3 separate regions of the Mus musculus genome follow, and all the other regions are linked to region 1. The links are chromatin contacts, called in public HiChIP or PLAC-seq maps. All regions are on one chromosome and are shown on one strand. The core of a region is the stretch at or near the end of the contact, and the rest is flanking DNA. Distances in the headings are between cores, read along the strand shown. Region 1 holds the start of Chmp1a (charged multivesicular body protein 1A). Region 2 overlaps Zfpm1 (zinc finger protein, multitype 1). Region 3 overlaps Galns (galactosamine (N-acetyl)-6-sulfate sulfatase).

The links. HiChIP or PLAC-seq counts read pairs in DNA pulled down with a chosen protein or histone mark.
Region 2: an H3K4me3 HiChIP or PLAC-seq map of bone marrow-derived macrophages shows a contact between it and region 1, with 3 times the contacts expected there. The contact joins the enhancer-like site here to the promoter of Chmp1a in region 1. A contact is called at or near these places in 2 of 39 promoter capture datasets (liver and pre-B cells) and 4 of 115 datasets of contacts at active chromatin or transcription factors (bone marrow-derived macrophages, embryonic stem cells, large pre-B cells and 1 more).
Region 3: a contact with region 1 is called in an H3K4me3 HiChIP or PLAC-seq map of bone marrow-derived macrophages, with 4 times the contacts expected there. The contact joins the enhancer-like site here to the promoter of Chmp1a in region 1. A contact is called at or near these places in 9 of 39 promoter capture datasets (the 3T3-L1 cell line, cranial neural crest, embryonic stem cells and 3 more), 1 of 15 datasets of contacts at CTCF or cohesin (the NIH/3T3 cell line), 2 of 484 Hi-C or Micro-C datasets (B cells and liver), 9 of 115 datasets of contacts at active chromatin or transcription factors (acute myeloid leukemia, bone marrow-derived macrophages, differentiating embryonic stem cells and 4 more) and 3 of 9 other capture datasets (adipose tissue, liver and pancreatic islet).

The regions. Positions count from the first base shown.
Region 1 is chr8:123,210,758-123,214,684 of GRCm38.p6, reverse strand. It overlaps Chmp1a (charged multivesicular body protein 1A), which reads left to right and starts at 1,897. Exons shown (of 7, transcript NM_145606.3): 1 at 1,897-2,019. The coding sequence starts at 2,013. Spata33 (spermatogenesis associated 33) reads right to left here and starts at 1,827. Exons shown (of 3, transcript NM_177279.4): 1 at 1,688-1,827; 2 at 1,448-1,597. The coding sequence starts at 1,724.
Region 2 is chr8:122,329,380-122,333,306 of GRCm38.p6, reverse strand. Zfpm1 (zinc finger protein, multitype 1) reads right to left here. Exons shown (of 10, transcript NM_009569.4): 5 at 1,118-1,217. Among named protein-coding and RNA genes, the nearest start is that of Gm46056, 13 kb to the left of the region's middle. RefSeq lists an enhancer at 3,346-3,636. Within about 2 kb of position 2,001, at least 49 of the 459 cell types and tissues checked have an H3K27ac peak or open chromatin away from gene starts, as enhancers often do. A contact at or near this core is called in bone marrow-derived macrophages and liver, where this site is marked.
Region 3 is chr8:122,591,392-122,595,318 of GRCm38.p6, reverse strand. It overlaps Galns (galactosamine (N-acetyl)-6-sulfate sulfatase), which reads left to right. Exons shown (of 14, transcript NM_016722.4): 10 at 2,982-3,118; 11 at 3,779-3,881. Among named protein-coding and RNA genes, the nearest start is that of Aprt, 16 kb to the right of the region's middle. Within about 2 kb of position 1,903, at least 39 of the 459 cell types and tissues checked have an H3K27ac peak or open chromatin away from gene starts, as enhancers often do. A contact at or near this core is called in acute myeloid leukemia, adipose tissue, bone marrow-derived macrophages and 1 more, where this site is marked.

The sequences.
Region 1 (3,927 bases), core at 648-3,147:
TTCATGTCCACCTGCATTTCCTCCAGATGTTGACGCTGTATGACAGGTGTCACCGGTGGCCTTCAAATGGGGAGTTCCTCGCTGGCAAAGGCCTTGTCTACCCTGATGCCTTACAAACTTGTAGAGCTGGAGCCATCTTAGAGAGGCTGGGCAGATGAAGCCTATCTCAGAAAGGCTTCCTTGCCAATAGCAAGCAAGGCCCCACATCTCTTAAGGGTCAGCATGGTCTGTGTGCCTGTGAGGCTGCAGCCTTCCAGATCCCTTGGCACTGTGAAGGAAGACATTCCTGAGGTTGAAAGCGACACAATGGAGCACAGAGTCCTCGATGCCGATGCCAGGCATGGTGGTGGTGGTCGCCATCTCTGACCCATCTTTGGTGAGACATCAAACCACAGGGTGACAAAATCTTGTTTAGTTGGCTTTTCTGTCATCAGCTAAAAGCGCCCTGATCGACAGATATCACATCACAAGCCTCCCTAGGTCTGCAGCCTCTGTGTAGCCTTCTAGCCTCAGATGAGGGGCCCCTAAGCTTCAAGGTCAGACCTCAGAAATCCAGTCCCAGCACCTGGATTTCAAACTGCCTCCCCAAGACCCATGGGTGCCTCAACCTCTTTCTCAAATGAGAGGAGGGTCTGTGCTTTCTACCTCCAATCCTTCTCAACTGTCCTCGGCTACTGCGCCTCTGGCTTCCACCAGATTCCGGCAGTGAGCCTGGGGTAGGTCCTCCTAGGGCTCTGTTTTTCATACAGGCCTCCATTCTGGAACCAGAAAGACAAAGCATCCAATTCCTAATGCCTTCCTTGTTTTAAACCTGCAACAGTTCTATTTCTGACAATGGGGGGGGGGGGGGTGTCACAGTGTCGGAAGGCTCTGTACGTTTCCTTCTGTGTGGCCATACCAAGCTACTATAAAAGGTAGAAACAGGCCAAACGTCTGCCTCGGGGAAAAGTGGAATTCGCAGCAGTTTCTGGTGTCTGCCAAATGCTGGGTGTGAAAAGAAACACTTTTGTCCCACTCACGGTCCTTTCTACCTTGAGACGCCCTCCCATCTTTGTGGCCAGGCTGAGGGACACCAAGCCCTCTCCGCTCAGGAGTCAGTCACACAGCAGCCTGGCCAATCACCCGAGGAGAATTCTGCTCCAAGCTGTAACATGTTGAAGGGATCACTGTGGGACCAGAGAGCACCCTACTAACCCTCTTTGGGGAACACTTTATGGATCGCTCAAGTTTCGTCTCAATTTCTTTTTTCCTTCTGAAACAGGGTCTCCAGATATACAAGATGCCCTTGAAATCCCTGTTATAGCCTAGCCTAGAGCCAAGGGCAGTGCTCTCGCTCACCTTCCCTGCACCGAGAACCCTGTAATATTTACCTCCCGGGTCATCATCCTTAGAAAGAGGTCCCATCCCTGCTGCCTTGCCGCGGCCGGTCTCCTCTGGATCTCCCTACCTTCAGACGAAGACGACGGCCTTGAGTGCTTGGATGTCGCGAACAACAGGCTTTCGGCAGGCTGCGACTCCTTGTCAGACTGCTTGGCCTCCTTCTCCATTACTTTCTCCTTAGACTTTGTAACTAAAGTGGTAGTGCTCTTCTCCTCCTCTGAAACACACGGACGGACAAGCCGTTAGACCTACAGCCCGCGGACGCCCGCACGGAGGGCGGGCCTCGCCGCCAGGCGGCGCCCTTTACCTTTCTTCTCTCTGGGTTTGCTTTTCGACTGGCCCATAGGTGACCCCGCCGCTCCAGCCGGGCGGCCTCGGGGCCGGTTAACCCGACCGACTCACAAAACCCACACTAGGCTCCGGGAGCTCATTACCATGGCAACCGCGTGCCGCGCGAGCCGTGCCTGAGCCCCGCCCAGGCCCCGCCCAAGCCCCGCCCCGGAGCTATCTTCTCGCGACAGCCGGCCGCGCGACCGGAAGCGGTGGCGACCCCGGAAGCCCTCGCGGAGACAGCGGGTCCGTAACATCGCGTCCCCTGCGCCGCCCCGAGGGCTGTGCTAGCCCGACCGGCCATGGACGGTAAGGGGCTGTCATCCACTTCGGGGTCGGAGCGGGAGTCTGCGGACGTCTCGCCTCAGCCCCATAACCCAGCCGGACCCGCCCCGGGCTTCAGCCCCAGACTCTATCCCCCCGGGCCTGGGACCCATAGTCTATACCCTGTATTCGGACCGGGACCCGCCCCCAGCTCACTGGGCTCGAGACCTCCGACTAGGACCTGCCCTGGGGCCTGCAGCCCGTGTAGCCACCAGGACCCGACCCGGTGCCTGAACCCTGACATCCTAGCTGAAACCCTCTCCTGGGCCTCGATCGCACAACCCAGCAGAAGCCAGCTCCCGATTCTTGATTCCAGACCCCCAGCCAGCTCTTACCCCTGGGTCTTGTTTCTTTACCAGATCTCCCCAGGCCTGCACCCCACGCCCGGGATCCAAACCCTGAATCTTGTCCAAATGATCCTACACCCGACCCCCGATCCAGGCCACTTCCACTAGCCACTCTCCCTGTTTGTTTTGTTTCTGTTTGGGGACAACGGAGTGTGGTCAGAAGGCACCAGAAAAGTACCCAGAGAAATAGTAATTAAGATACAAAGGAGTTCAAGTGCCAAACAGTAGGATTTTGGGTTCCCTCCTAGTAGGAGGGCCCGGTTAACCTTAGGTTAACAGGTTGGAAGGGAACCACCCGTAGCAGTATGAGTCACGAGTCACTTCGACCTGCCGTGGCTCCAACCTCTAGACTCCCAAGGAACTCATAATAGGTTTTATGGGCTAGTATCATAGAGTTTTTGTTTGTATGAGACTGCTTCTCTATGTAGCCTTGGCTGGCCTAGAACTTACTGTATACACCAAGCTGCCCTTGAACTCAGAGATCTGCCTACTTCTGCCTCCCCACTGCTGGGATTAAAGGTCTGTGCCACCGCCTAGGGCTGTAATGGAGGTTTTGTTTTGTTTTTAAACTGCTTTCTGAAATGTAGAAAGCTAAAGTACTGTGTCATTGTTGTAGAAGACGTAAGAATCCTAGACTGAGCCAGGCGTGGTAGCGTACGCCTTTAATCCAGCCTGGTCTACAAAGTGAGTTCCAGGATAGCCAGGGCTATACAGAGAAACCCTGTCTCGAAAAACAAAACAAAAACAAACAAGCAAAAAAGAATCCTAGACTGTCCCTTGGGAAGAAGATGGACCCTTGTCTGACATTACAGTTCACTCTGCAGCTCACAACAGGGTTCTCCCGATTTTCAGAGTCCAGTCCCTCTAGAGTCTACATGAAAGTACGGGCTAAAATGGGGGCGATTTGGCCAGTGTCCTAAAACTAGTGAAATGGCTGGACCATACCTAGGTGACACTGTTCCTCCAGTCACTGTGTCATGGTCAGCCTACCCTGAGTGGTGAGAGATGCACAGAGGTGATTGCAGCCCGGCAGGTCTCTGCCAGGCCCTGTCTGCATCCACAGACCCTCAGTGCCCTGAGTCTGGACTGCTAGGGTAAGGCTTTAGAAATTAAGTATGACAGCACTCTGCAGATTCAGGAACGGAGCCAGTTACCGATGCGGTGTGCGGTGGTTCCAACTGTAATGCCAGCCCTCAGGAGGTAGGCAGAAGGGTCAAGAGGTCAAAGTGTCCCCAGCCTCGGCTACTTAGTGAGTCTGAGTGGGAATCCTGTCTCAAAACAGCAAACATAAGAAATTGAATTTGCCTGTCCCAAGTTTTTGTTTCTTTTTTGTTTTTGTTTTTGTTTTTCAAGACAGGGTTTCTCTGTGTAGCCCTGGCTGTCCTGGAACTCACTCTGTAGACCAGGCTGGCCTGAAACGCAGAAATCTGCCTGCCTCTGCCTCCCTAGTGCTGGGATTTAAGGCGTGTGCCATCACCGCCTGTCCCGTTCCAAGTTTTTGAATGAGTAGCTAGTTTGGTTGTTCCTATTTTGGCTTAGTACAGGT
Region 2 (3,927 bases), core at 752-3,251, 880 kb after region 1:
AGTTCTGCCACATGGCCTGGAACCCTGTGAGCTGTGAGTAGGGACACTTCTGGCCTCAGTCTCAAGCCAGTGGCCACTCCCAGCAGAAAGTGGGAAAAGAAAAGGGAGTATGTATGTTCTAAGGTGGCAGTAGGAGCTGAGCTGCAGGGTAGAGCCTGTGTAAGTCCCATTATGGGCCAAGTGATACAGGAAAAATCAAGCGACAATGTCCACAGGATTCCTGTGGTCACTGTGACCCTGTCTGCAGGCCCCACCCAGATCAGGTCATGTTTATCAGTATCATCCCTATAAGGGCCTCTGTCTTCTGTGGATGGCACACTTGGGCAGAACTGTGTTGTAGAAGCCTATGGGCAGGTCAGTCCTGGTGGTGCAAGCACATGGCTGACGGCTTGCCAACATCCAATCTGGTGTTGGGGCGTGTTCCTTTCTAGTGCAGGCTGCCTTCAGTGGTCCCCGGAAGCTCTTCTTGCTCAGTCTCCCCCTAAGCCCACGTAGAGAAGCAGAGCTCTCAGTGGCTGTGGAGGGCCCAGGGTGGCCCCTCTAGCCCTTGTGTTCAGTGGCTGTGGAGGGCCCAGGGTGGTCCCTCTAGCTCTTGTGTTCAGTGGCTGTGGAGGGCCCAGGGTGGCCCCTCTAGCCCTTGTGTTCAGTGGCTGTGGAGGGCCCAGGGTGGCCCCTCTAGCCCTTGTGTTCAGTGGCTGTGGAGGGCCCAGGGTGGCCCCTCTAGCCCTTGTGTTCAGTGGCTGTGGAGGGCCCAGGGTGGCCCCTCTAGCCCTTGTGTTCAGTGGCTGTGGAGGGCCCAGGGTGGTCCCTCTAGCTCTTGTGTTCAGTGGCTGTGGAGGGCCCAGGGTGGTCCCTCTAGCTCTTGTGTTCAGGGGCTGGCTGTAGAGGGCCCAGGGTGGTCCCTCTAGCTCTTGTGTCAGTGGTTATGATTCGCATGGGATTGCAGCTCCAAAGGTTGTCCATCATCCTCTCAGATGGGGTTCAGGGTGCTCTCTCAGGCAGTTTGATTGTTACCCAGATAAGCTGGTGTCCCTTTAAGAGCTGGACCAGTCAGAACCAAGTGACCCTGCCTTCTGAAAGACCTTAGCGGGGAGGGAGGCAGGCATGAGATACAGACCCTTCCTGTAGATCTCTGAGTTGGCGGCTTCTTCAGTTAGGACCTGGGGCAGCATCCTTAGCCAGCAGCTCTCATCCACCATCAGGGTCACAGCTGGGCCCTAGAGAAGAGTGGAGATGGGAAAGGCTCAGTCTATATAGGATGCCGAGTGGGGGGCTTTGCTCTGTTGTGTAGTGGTGGTCAGCAGCCTGGTAGCTCATAGCAGTAGGACTTGTGTAGTTCAAACACTATGATAACTGGAGGCATGGCAGGGAGCTGTGCATTCCCAGGCTATGCATTGGTCTCTGTTGGGAACAAAGGTCTAGAGCTGTCAAGCACTGAATCTATAGAGCCTGCTGATGTGTGTTCTCTTTCTGTGACAGCAGAGCTGCTGGCACCAAGGGTATGGCCCATACCACGCAACTGCTAGATTCCTGCAAGGAACTGAGAAAGGGAGGGAGGGAGGGAGAGAGGGAGAGAGGGAGGGAGAGAGGGAGAGAGGGAGAGAGGGAGAGCACGAGCCCATGTCTCTGTACAGTAGAGCTTTCCTTTCTGGTGCAGGGTGGAACTTTTGGCCCTGTCCGTTCATTGAGAGCACTGTCCTTCTCCTGAGATTGGCTGCCCCAACCCAAGACAGCTGTGTTGCCAGGGAGCGAGGGGTAGTGGGTAGCTGAGGCTCTGTGCCCTCTTCCCCATCATATGGGCCAGGGAACTGAGACAGAATAAAGGGGAGGGGGTTGGGGTTAGAAGTTCCAGCCTAGGGCTGTGCCACACACTTCCTCTGCAGCTCCATCTGAACCTGGAAGGGAAGAGCTCTGGGCTCAGCCCCCCAGGGCCACCAAAGCTGCTTGCTTCCTGCCCCCTGCACCCTGGCTCTCAGCCCAGCAGCAGAGGAAGTAAGTGTACGTGGCCATGTCTCTGTGCAGCCCAGGCTGGAAGGCTGGGCTGGGATTTGGTCTCCGGTGGAGGATGAGACACAGCCAGTGGAAGGCAGGGACAGCAGAGGCCCAGTCCTGTCTATCCTTGGAGGGTGGGGTGGGTGACTGCTGCCACTTGGGCACCTCCCTGTTCGCTGAGCTTACTTAGCCCCTGGACTAAGCCACTCGGGCACTATGTGTAAAGGCAGAGCAGGCCTGTGTATCATCCTGTCGGCCATTCGCTGTTTGATTCAAATAAATGCCTTTCACTCAGAAACCTGCACCCCAGGAACTCTTAACCCAAAGCTTAGAGCCCCTGCTCACTCCCGGCTCCTAAGAACCGCTGCGGTGGTCATGGCAATGAGCTCACTGGGTAAGGAAGATGACCAACAGGCTGGAACAGGAGGAGAAACAGGCTGCTGACTGTAAGGGGAACTGCCAGGACAGTGCTTGGCACTCCTGGGTCCCCTTGTGTGTGATGCCCACATAGGCTCTGGGGCCAAACGTCAGGGTTCAGGTCTGACCTTTCTCCTGTGACCCCTGTGGACCAACTCTTTACAGATCGCATTCACATGGCATATACAGAGCCAACAAGATAAGGCCTACTAGCTGGGAACTCCCAGTGACCCATGAGGTCATGACAGCCCAGCCCGGTGGCTTCCACGTCACCTGCCTGCTGCCACGTGGCTTGCCATGGAGCAGGGAGTGGAGATAAGCTGGTTCTGAAGGGGAGCCCTGGAGTCCTAGCAGGTAACACCTGCACCTCTGGCTTCAGTTTCCTGTATGCCAGCACGGTGAGGCCCACATGACAAAGTTGCTGTCAGGATAGGGGAAGGAATCCCCTTCCTTGTCCTGCCACCATCTCAGGGCGGTGGGAGAGCTGGGGGCTAGGGAGGCTGTGCCCTTCTCTGTGGGCCTTTCTGCCCTGGGCACAGATGAATGTGAGGATACAGGAAGCCCTAGAGCTGTGTATACTGGCCACGGCTGCTTACTTATGCTCTGCTTGAAGGATAACATGAACAGTAAGGCATCTCTGGACCTAGGTATTGCCTTGCACCCTGGACCTTGCTGGCAGTTGCCACACGTCCACTGAGGGAGTGCATTCTACCCAAGAGCCTGCTTCAGATCGGCTGGCTTCCGTCAGGAGGTGGCTCCCAGGGATGCAGGGGGTAGGTGAGCTTTCAAGGTCACAGTTGGATAGCACAGAGTAAGCAGCAGACGGGTGTGGGCAGCCACACAGGGGGCCTCTGACTCTCACAGGCTAGCTGTTCCTGGCCCCAGCAGATGGCTGTCAGTGAGGTGGCTGGGTCTGGCCCTCCCTGCCTCAGCCTTCCACTACTCTAATGAATATTAATGAGCGGAGGAGGGTGAGAAAATTAATCTGCCTGATCCTCTGATGGGTGCTGTGGTAACGATATGAAATCTAATTATTCGTCCCAATATTTCTAAACCCTCAAACTGAGACTGACAGCCTCGCGGTCGGTTTAACGCTTATCGCTCTCCGGAGCAGCGTGTTCACCGCATGATAAAAACACGAGCGCGCACACGCACGCCACTTTGCTGACGCTGCACAAGCTGCTCTTTCTGTGGCAGTCCCAGTGCATGGAACACCATACCGCACCCCCTTGCAGCACTGTGGCATGGGGTGCATGCAACCTTGGGGAGCAGTGCTAGGAGGGAGCAGTGGTTGCTGTCCAGCACATCAAGTCCCCAGGGAAATGGGCCATGAGTTCCTGGCTGCCCCAAAACAGAGGTCCTGCGCCTCCATGCAGGTCCCTTCTCTGTTTCCGTGTGTGTGTGTGTGTGTGTGTGTGTGTGTGTGTGTGTGTGTGTGTGTGTGTGTGAATGTCATTGCCCTGCATCAGGATAGGTTGGGGCTTGGGACAGGGCTTTGTGGTCACTCTTCTCCCTGTC
Region 3 (3,927 bases), core at 654-3,153, 620 kb after region 1:
CAGATGGCTGACTCTAACAGTCAGGAGCAGGGATCTGCTGGCCTCTGTGACAAGTCATGGGGCTGGCTCCTCAGAGAGTCTGGGATAGATCTGTCCCTTAGCTCTCGGCCTCTGGAGCTAAGTGCTGGGCTAGCCTTCCTCCATCTCCTTACCTCCACCCTCTGATCCTCCATTAGTCTGCTGTGAATACTGGCTCGCATGAGCAGTACAGGCCAGTCTCCTAGAGGCCAGATGATATGCATTCTTAGTCCCTCCCACTCTCTTACATCCCCATTGCTGAGTGGGAACCTATAGCCACAGAGTCCAGAGGTAGTAATGCAGTCCCTAGCAGCTGTCATTCTGCCAGCCACAGTCCTTATCCTTCCCTCTAAATGCATGTATGTGGGAAGGGAATCCCAAAGAGCTCTCCTGTCCATCCTGCCAGCCACTAGGGCAGAGCTGGCAACAACCATCCAGCCATGTGTCCCCAGCAACGACTGGGCCCTGCCCTCAGTCCCTAGCTTCTAAACTAAACCTGACTGAGCCTCTGCTTCTCATTACCCTCTGCTGAGGACCTCTTGACACGGAAGTCCCAGGTCACACTAATCGCCAGAGCCTTGCAGGTTGGTGGCTCTCCCAGTTGGTTGAACAGGCCTGCCTGCCATCTGGCCAGCTCCCTCTATAGAACAGGGTGCCCGTGGCAGTCAGCACATTACATGTGGAAGAAGCATGGTTAGTGGGATACTAGTGGACACTCAGACTGGCCACGACCACCTGACCCTTAGGAGAGGGGCCTGGTCCACACCTGCACCTGCTCTTCCCGGTACCACCTCTGCCAGCCCTCATGTAGCTGTGGAAGCCACTGGATCAGTTGTCACTGGGTGAGAAATGGGACACACATGAGGTGTTCCTGGGAAGGGATGCTCGGCATGGCCGATAAGGAGCCGTATCCAATCCCGGACTACGCCCCTGACCTGGCATTGGCAAAGCTCCCTCAGGCCCAGGAGGCCTAACCTACTCTGCTGTGTCAGTGGGTTCAGAGCATCTGCTTCCACCACTATTCCTGCCAGATACCCTCAGGCGGCACCAGCTGGGAAGAGAGGTCAGCCTTGCCTTCTGAGGAAAGCGTAGCGTGCTCCAGAGCTACGGCTTCCTTTCCACTACGCTCCCCACACACTGTGCTCTGTGATAACCGAGATCTTTACTTAAACACCCTGACGTTCATCAGCCTCGAAGCAGACGCTGATGCTGCACCTGGCTGCAGTGGTATAATTGGGGCCTTTGCTCCAGCTTCATCTCAGAGGAGCTGACAGCACCCTGCTGCTGTCAGACACACAACAGCTCGTGCGCACTCGGATGCATGCACTGGCAGTCAGACCCCTCCTTCCAATCACCTCAGGCATGCATCATGCTCCCATCTTCCCCCTTTCCTGTTTTCTGGAAGGAAATACCCGGAAGGGGCTGTGAGCCACTCAGAGGCTTCAGAAGGCCTCTGTCGTTCCCCTGATATCATAGATAGGGAGACCCTGGTCAGAGCACATACATGCAAGAATGCCCTATTCCCATGCAGGCTCTGTAGACGAATGTCCATGCCTGCCAGGGACCTCATGGCACAGTCAGAGTCATATCTGCCAGATTTCAGGGCACAGAGTAAGGAGAGGAGAGTCTGAGCGGCCTCGGCAGATGAGACCGTTTATTGCAAACAGTGAAAGACAGACCGTGCCGTAGGAAGGAGAGGCCCGCAGGGCTGGAAGGGCTGGCTAGGATCTTTTATAGGGGAGAGTGTAGGGCTTGGAAATGAGGAAACAGGCTCTATAGCCGAGAGTGCATGCAGATTGCAAGAGTCTCTCCCGAGTCTGTCTGTCCAGACACGGCCATTTTATCTTTAGAAACTGCCTCCTCCCCAACCCCCATCAGGATGCGGGTGATTAGGCAAAGGCAGTTAAGGGGTTTCGACATAGAGGTGGGGCATCTCAGTGAGCCTCAGCAGGGCCTGATCAAGTTCAAGGCTTATTTGACAGGATCTCCAGCTGGCACCGCCGAATGAGGGCCAAGCAAGACGCAAGGCGCAGTCAAGAGAAGCCTGTTCAAACTGAACTCCAGCTGAGGTCCCGACAAGCCTGCTGTGGAGTCAGGTCTTCCTAGAGGACCACAGATGTGTCTTCTCGGGGACTGTGCTTACCCCCCTCTGACCATCCCATGCCACAGAGGTCAAGAGAGGAGCACATGTCTGTCTCCACCGCAGCATCACCGAGAGGTTATTGGGGTGCGCGAGCCAGTGAAGATGCTCACTGTTACAGAGGGGGCAGAGCCACGAAAGAACCCCCCGCCACTCAGTGACTCAGTTGCCCTTATGTCAGGACGTGAGCAGAAAACAGCCAAGTACACTTCCCACAGGGCTAATACGTCCACAGATGAACGGTAGTGGGCCCAGCAAGTGTCTCTGCCCCTCTTAGAACTATCTTCTGCCTGGCTGAAGCAGGAGACAGGAGACAGGACCGTTTGTTTGGTTCCTTCCCAGCTGGCTTCCTTGCTGCTTCTGGGTCTTTCCTGACTTTTCTCCTTTGATATACAAAGCTCACAATAGCTTTCAGGTGTCAAAATGAATATTGTCGACTCTCTTGGGACAGCTAAGCCTTGAGAGGTGGGACCCTTGTGTGTCTCTCTGTGAGGAGGAGGAGGAGGAGGAGGAGGAGGAGGAGGAGGAGGAGCTGCTCTAGCATTCTGGGTCTAGCAATGACTGCTGATCCATACGTGGTAGGGGCAGTGGGACATGAGTGTAGCCTGACTCTGGGGTCAGATGTTCAGCTTAAATCCCATCTGCCCAGGTACTCCACTTAAGCCTGGCTGTGGCCCTCCCATGGCAGTGGGTGGGTGTCAGTGTTGGGGCCTTAGTGCGCATTTACATACCCAGAGGAGAGTCAGGTACTCACCACTCCAGGCTCCATCCCCCAAACACCAGCCGGTGAGGATGGTCTCAGAGATGACTACATCCATTGCAGGTCAGCCACCAGCTGGGAAGCATCATGGATCTCTTCACCACCAGCCTGTCCCTTGCAGGCCTGAAGCCCCCCAGTGACAGGGTGATTGATGGACTTGACCTCCTCCCCACCATGCTCAAGGGCCAGATGATGGACAGGTTGGTGCTAGGCAACATCTGTCCCGCCCCTAGTGCTGCCCCCTTGCCCCAGCTCCTCATGCTGGGGCCCAGAGCTAGAGCTTCCTCACTGGCTAGCTATGACTATAAAAGAAACAATGTAGATGCTGAAGCAGGGGAACAAGATGGAACTGGGATGTGCACCTGGGAAAGGGCTCAGTCTGAGCCCATCAGGGCCCTGATAAGCACTGACTCTTAGGAAACCACCTTAAGACTTAAGGGATGGGAGGTGTCCTACCAACAAGTGTCTTTTCCCAGGCCCAGCCCCATCTTACTTCTAAGAAGGGGATCTCATTGTTAGCAGCTCAACTCCTTTGTCAGCCCCATTTCCTAGGGCTAGGCTTTGCCTCCACAGGGTCATGGCCAGCCAGGGAATGACTAAGGCCAGTCCCTGCAGCCTAGTGGTTGTCACACACATTGGACCAAGTAGGACCCCAGGACCTCATGTGTGCCAGGAAATAATTTTCCTGAGCCACACACCCCAGTTCCCTCTGAGTTTTTGTACTCTGTGGCCCTCGCACATCTTTAAAATGTCAGCCGATACCTACCCGGAGGCATGGGCAGCTCGCCACTCCCCAGCCAGGAGCTCCACATGGAAACACACGGACTTGGTCTTCACTCTTTCTCTCCTCAACACAACAGGCCCATATTTTATTACCGTGGCAACACTCTGATGGCTGTCACTCTTGGCCAGTACAAAGCACACCTCTGGACTTGGACCAACTCCTGGGAGGAGTTCACACAGGTACAGCCCCTGGATACAGCCTCCCTGGGAGGGGACACCACTGGGA